2 separate regions of the Macaca mulatta genome follow, and region 2 is linked to region 1. Evidence: chromatin contacts called from public Hi-C data. All regions are on one chromosome and are shown on one strand. Each heading gives the region's core, a stretch centred on a gene start, on an enhancer-like site or on the middle of the called end of the contact. The rest is flanking DNA. Distances are from core to core; before and after follow the strand shown.

Region 1 (2,901 bases), core at 366-2,865:
GGAACTATTTTATTTTTATTTTATTTATTTTTTAGAGGCATAGTCTTGCTTTGTTGCCTAGACTGGAATGCAGTGGCCTGATCACAGCTCACTGCAGTTTCAAACTCCTAGGCTCCAGCGATCCACTCACCTCCGCCTCCCAAAATGATGGCATTACAGGCGGAAGCCACCACATCTGGCCCCAAGAACTATCACTTCAATGATAGTATTTTATTTAATATTATAAAATTAATATGAAGAAGTTGCTACTAAAAGAAGCACTTTAGCAAATAAAATTTAATAGATGAGCTAGAAACACTGACTTCAATCTTAATTTGGGTGTCTGATCAGGTAACCTACAATTGGGCAATTAGAGATGAACAATACTTTTTCTATGCTATTTGCCTGACTACACAAGGTACTTTTATGTCTTTTTGTCAATTACAGGAAAAAATTATCCCTGGGCAAACAAATACACAAAGATAAAAGAGTAAAAATCTTACCCACGGGCAACTTTAAGATAGAAAAAAAATAGTTTGATTAACGACTTGAAGTGCTGAACAAACATTTAAGAACTCTGGCAGAAATTTCTGAAAATCCTAGTCCAACCAACAATCAAAAAACACAGGTAACAGGATGCTCCGTTACTGGGTTAGAGAGCAGCACAGTTGGCTAGTATGGCCAACTCATAGAAAACAAGCAAACCAACCATGCTCTGGTCCAACACTCACCAGAGCACGAGTTTCTCCTACTCGGTGTCGGTCCCTTGCGGGGAAAAAAAAAAAGCCACACAGGAGCGGGATCTGTAGTTAAGTCATTAGAGGTTTTTGCAAAGCAACCACCGAGGTAGGGGCGGGGAGGAAGTGGTTAATATTGCGAATCTTAAAGGCAGATGGAATGAAGTTAGACTTGCACAAGGAACGAAAAACATACGGATGCTCTTGGCCTCATTAATAAAGAACATAAGCAGTTCCAGGCGAGGAACCCATAACAAACTTCAAATCACGAAACTTTAGGAAGCAAGGGAGTCCGTGAGAGTATTTTAAGAAACTGGGGCCCAGAAAGACTAAGTTAAGGGACGGGATATCATGCCATCTACACTTCTTTATACACTGCTATGCTTTATTAATTAGGGTACAATATAATATTAAATAACTAGAAGCGCTGGGCATTTAAAGTTCTTCCAGACCACCCAAACCACTCAAATTATCCTAATTAGCAATTTTTTTTTTTAAGTTACAGATTATTTCAATTGCAATGGGTCGGTTTCTATTTCAAAGATGTAAAGGAGTCAACAATCTTGCACTTCCTCTTGGCCGGCAGGACGACGTTGACAAAGTCGGCCAGACAAGGAAGGGTTACGGGGGCTGCCTAGTCCTGTGGGTTTCTAGGCAGTGTGTTCTCTCTTCCGAGGTTGGGGTGTCCCCGGGGCGAGGAGCTGGCTGTGGTCACCTAAGCCCCCGACCAAGGCGGCGCGCCCCCAGCGCTTCGGGCCGCCTTGCCTCGGCCCAGCCGCCCACCTGGACCCCTAAGGCATCCCCCTTCCGTGGCTCCGCGGTCCCGTGGCACCGCCCAGCCCGCGCCGGACCCGCCTCCAGCCGCAAGCAACCACCTACCGTGCGCCGGCCCCTCAGCTGAAAGGATCCAGCCTACGGGATAAGCAACCGCGCCACCAACGAGCGGGACGGACAGAGCGGCTCCTTCCGACTTCCGGAGGAAGCGAAACGTTACCGGAAATCGCAGGAAGGGTCAAAGGATACCCGGTCTCCGAAGTTCTTGGCGATGCTGGTCCTGGTACCCGGACGAGTTATGCGGCCTCTGGGTGGCCAACTTTGGCGCTTCTTGCCTCGCGGACTCGAGCTTTGGGGCCCAGCCGAGGGGACTGCGAGAGTCTTGCTGAGGCAGCTCTGCTCGCGGCAAGCGGAGGTGTGGCGTGCCTCCGGGCTCCCTGGCTACTGCTTAGGAACCCGGCCCCTCAGCACGGCGAGGCCGCCACCCCCACCCCCGTGGTCGGAGAAGGGCCCCAGAGACTCCACGCGCCCCTCGAAGCCCGGGGTGAGTGCACATCTGGAACCCTTCTGGTGCTCGTCGCTGCTGTCGGCCAGCCCAGCAGCCACATCCCACTTGATCGTAACTAACCTCAGACACTCCGCCTCCCTTAAAGTTGTCCTCAGCTTGGGCGCCTTACCTGCGTCATGGAATTTCATCCTGCATTTCCCGTGCTTAGCCGGTAGTCCCAGTTCTCCAGAGAGAACTTGAGACCTTACTTACACCCTCTCCACGTGGCTGGGTGCCCGGACTTGGATTTTATGTTAGCGTTTCCACCAAAAAAAAAAAATTAAGTTTCAGGTTTTCTTAAGGGTGTGAACCTAAAGTTGACTGTGATTGAGGAGTCCGAGGACTTTTATAATTTGTCACTTGAGCCTCATCCAGAGTTCCATGTATATGTTGAAATTGAAACAAAAAATGGAACTTAGTTATGTGTGGATGTGCCTTTTTCTTGGGGTTCTCTCGAGTTCCGATTCTGACCCAGAAAGAACTTGAGAGCCACTATCCTGTGGTAAGAGAAGTGGGTTTTCGGAGCTGCGGGAAAGTTAATGAGTTAGGCCTAGTTGGCCAACTTCTTCCTCATTTGGGGAGTTGAATAAGGGTACAAAGAAATAATGGCAGTAATTTGCAGGAAGCTCCACTTTTAGATGCCTCTTGTACTTTGGCTTTGTTACTTCTGGAAGCCAGAGTTAGGTTAACCTCCCAAATTTCGTTTGGTTTGTTTATATTCTCAGTATCAGCATAAACAGATAATGGTTTTTGTGTGTGTGTGTTTGGATTTTTGGTTTTTATTTTGTTTTGAGACGGAGTTTTGCTCTGTTGCCCAGGCTGGAGTGCAGTGGCCGGATCTCGGCCCACTGCAACCTCCGCCTC
Region 2 (2,793 bases), core at 282-2,781, 2.3 Mb before region 1:
TGTAAAGTCCTCTAACTGTGTAAAGTAGATCTGAAGCGTTTTCCTGACCCTCACTGGGATGGTTATTTCAAGTACAAAATGTTTTCACACAGTGGGTAGTGATCTTTCATAAAAAATTTCATATTTGAATGAAAACAGCTCAAGAAATACACTAATGAGCAAAAATATATGGGGAAAGAGGGATGTGTAGTTTTGACTTAACTGAAGAAACCAAGAGGAGACTGGCCTACATATGAAAATGTGATCCTGGAAAGTCAGGTGTCAAGAATTTCGAGTAGGAATCTATATGACTTGAATCTCCTCTACTTCCTGAATAAAAGTGACATTTTTCAGTATTTATTTAAAAAAAAAATCATATTTCAGTGAAGCTTCCAGGTAAACTATCTTAAAAAAAAATCATATGTGAGTGGACCTTCCACGTAAATTATCTCCCTCTTTTAAGGGAGCTCCCTGTATTTCTAGCGACTTTAACTGAAATCCCTTTCAGGGAGAAATCCTCATTAGCTACATAAGAGGGGATTAGGTGTTTTTTTCAAAGAGCTGGTATTGGAACATCTACCTCTCTGATGTCCCTGGTCAGCTATATTGTATATGAGTGGAAACATTTTGTATTTTAATTTTCTATCATTTACTGGGTGCCTCTTCTGTGACAGAGCCACTCCAAGGGCTATTGATATATTATCAGGTGACTGAATTCTAAATATATTCTGAAGCAGGAGATACTGTTATTGCTGTTATTACTCACGTTTTAGAGATAAGAAAGCTGAGGCTCTGAGAGGTCAAGATCACGCAGCTAACGAATGAGCCAAGACTCTCTTGCTTTAGAGCTTGTCCTCTACTCTTGCTTTTCTTTCCAGAAAACACTCAATTTTTTGTTTGTTTCCTTTTGTTTTGTTTTGAGACAGGCTCTCGCTGTCACCCAGGCTGCAGTGCAGTGACGCGATTTTGGCTCACCGCAACCTCCGCCTCCCGGGCTTAAGCGATTCTCCTGCCTCAGCCTCCCTGGACTACTGGCGCGCGCCACCACGTAAAAATGATCATGTTCTAACACGTATGCATACGAATTACAATGGAAACAAAATTAGCAAAAGCGCCTTTTATGCTAATGCTCAATACAATTGATCTCCTCACATTTAATCCTCACAACCCCTACAATCACCTCAAACTCAAACTCTAAGCAGCTGACGTGCCCTGAGGGCACAGCTCTTATCTGGCGGGAACAGGCGCGTCTCAGCGAAACTCCAAACTCCTAAGACCCGCCTTCCACAGAAAGGCTTTTCCTGACACGGTGCTTCCGGAAGTCCCGCCCCAGGAGAAAAACAGCTTCCGGAAAAAAATGGAGGCCAGGAAACCGGAACAGACCGGGGCCGCTTGAGACGCTCTAGTATTCCTCTACTCTATGGCCGCTGACAATTGACAAGGCCCGAGCAGTAAGACTCCTTTCTATTGGATGAGCAGCCTCGCGTAGGCGGGCAGCTCGGTGCACGGCGCGCTGATTGGCTGAATCTGCCACGCGGAGCGGGGGGCGGTGCGTGGGACGCGCGGACTGAGGTGACCGGCGGCTTTTCTTAGTTTTAGTGAAGACGGGCGCATGTGGGCGCTTTGCTCGCTGTTGCGGTCCGCGGCTGGACGCACCATGTCGCAGGGACGCACCATATCGCAGGGACGCACCATATCGCAGGGATCCGCCCGCCGCCAGCGGCCGCCCAAGGACCCGCTGCGGCACCTGCGCACGCGAGAGAAGCGCGGCCCGTCGGGGTCTTCCGGCGGCGCGAACACCGTGTACCTGCAGGTGGTGGCAGTGGGCAGCCGGGACGCGGGCGCCGCGCTCTACGTCTTCTCCGAGTTCAACCGGTCAGTGCGCCGCGCTTGGGGTTCCTTCAACGAGCCACACCCCGTCCTGCCGGGCCCTCAGTGCGGTGCAGCCTCTGAGCATCGGGGCACTTCCCAGGGCTTCTGCTTCCCTACTTCACAAATGTGGTTCACTGTTGCGGGGGTTCGTAAAGTTATGGTGGGTGGGAAATCCCAGATTCTTTGCATCCATGTGATTTCTGGGGATCTGTGAAGAACTTCAGACTTGGGTCAGAGCGTCCTCTTCCCAGCCCTAGGGCCCGGCGTGGCTGTCAGCACTTTCGGAGCTCCACCCTCTTCCTTGCACCCCAAGGTCTTTGTTAGCGTGTGGAGTGGACAGATCTGGTGTGTAGCCAGTGATGGGGAAAGAACCCGTTTTGTCCCAGCACCCACACACACGGGCCCCCACTCCTCTCCACCTCTCCTATGGAGGACTCAAAACCCACCATCCTAATAGCAGAAATGTGGTTCGGTAGTCCAACATGGACTTTTAATTTTTTTTCTTTTTTGTTTTTTTTCCAGCGTCTACCATAAAGCAACTAATTGGTGTCAGTTTACAGAATAAAACCTTCTGAATGTCTTGTGTAATGTTTGTCTTGTAGATACCTCTTCAACTGTGGAGAAGGCGTTCAGAGACTCATGCAGGAGCACAAGTGAGTCAGTCTCTTGCTTTTGGAGGGGGAGTTGATTACGGGGCTTGAAAGCTGAAATGAGAGGCCAGGTGTTTTTTATAGCAAAAGTGGTCCTTGTTCTGTTCATGTTATCCTGTTTAAATGTTTTCTCATTCTTAGGTTGAAAGTTGCTCGCCTGGACAACATATTCCTGACTCGAATGCACTGGTCTAATGTTGGTGGCTTAAGTGGTGAGTATATTCTTTGCAGTGTCAGAGGCTGGTGGGAAGTCTCCGGGAATTTAACCTGCTTGACTGTTTTTCCGCGTCTG

The links. Hi-C and Micro-C count contacts between places; a contact is called where the count stands out from the background.
Region 2: a Hi-C map of CD4 T cells shows a contact between it and region 1, with 8 times the contacts expected there. The contact joins the promoter of ELAC2 here to the promoter of ADPRM in region 1. A contact is called at or near these places in 2 of 14 Hi-C or Micro-C datasets (CD4 T cells and fetal cortex germinal zone).

The regions. Positions count from the first base shown.
Region 1 is chr16:12,205,392-12,208,292 of T2T-MMU8v2.0, reverse strand. It overlaps ADPRM (ADP-ribose/CDP-alcohol diphosphatase, manganese dependent), which reads right to left and starts at 1,615. Exons shown (of 4, transcript NM_001194621.1): 1 at 1,596-1,615. SCO1 (synthesis of cytochrome C oxidase 1) reads left to right here and starts at 1,731. Exons shown (of 6, transcript XM_001118271.5): 1 at 1,731-2,034. The coding sequence starts at 1,762.
Region 2 is chr16:14,530,499-14,533,291 of T2T-MMU8v2.0, reverse strand. It overlaps ELAC2 (elaC ribonuclease Z 2), which reads left to right and starts at 1,531. Exons shown (of 24, transcript XM_077970388.1): 1 at 1,531-1,854; 2 at 2,454-2,504; 3 at 2,643-2,713. The coding sequence starts at 1,592. LOC144335342 (a long non-coding RNA gene) reads right to left here and starts at 1,311. Exons shown (of 3, transcript XR_013406124.1): 1 at 746-1,311.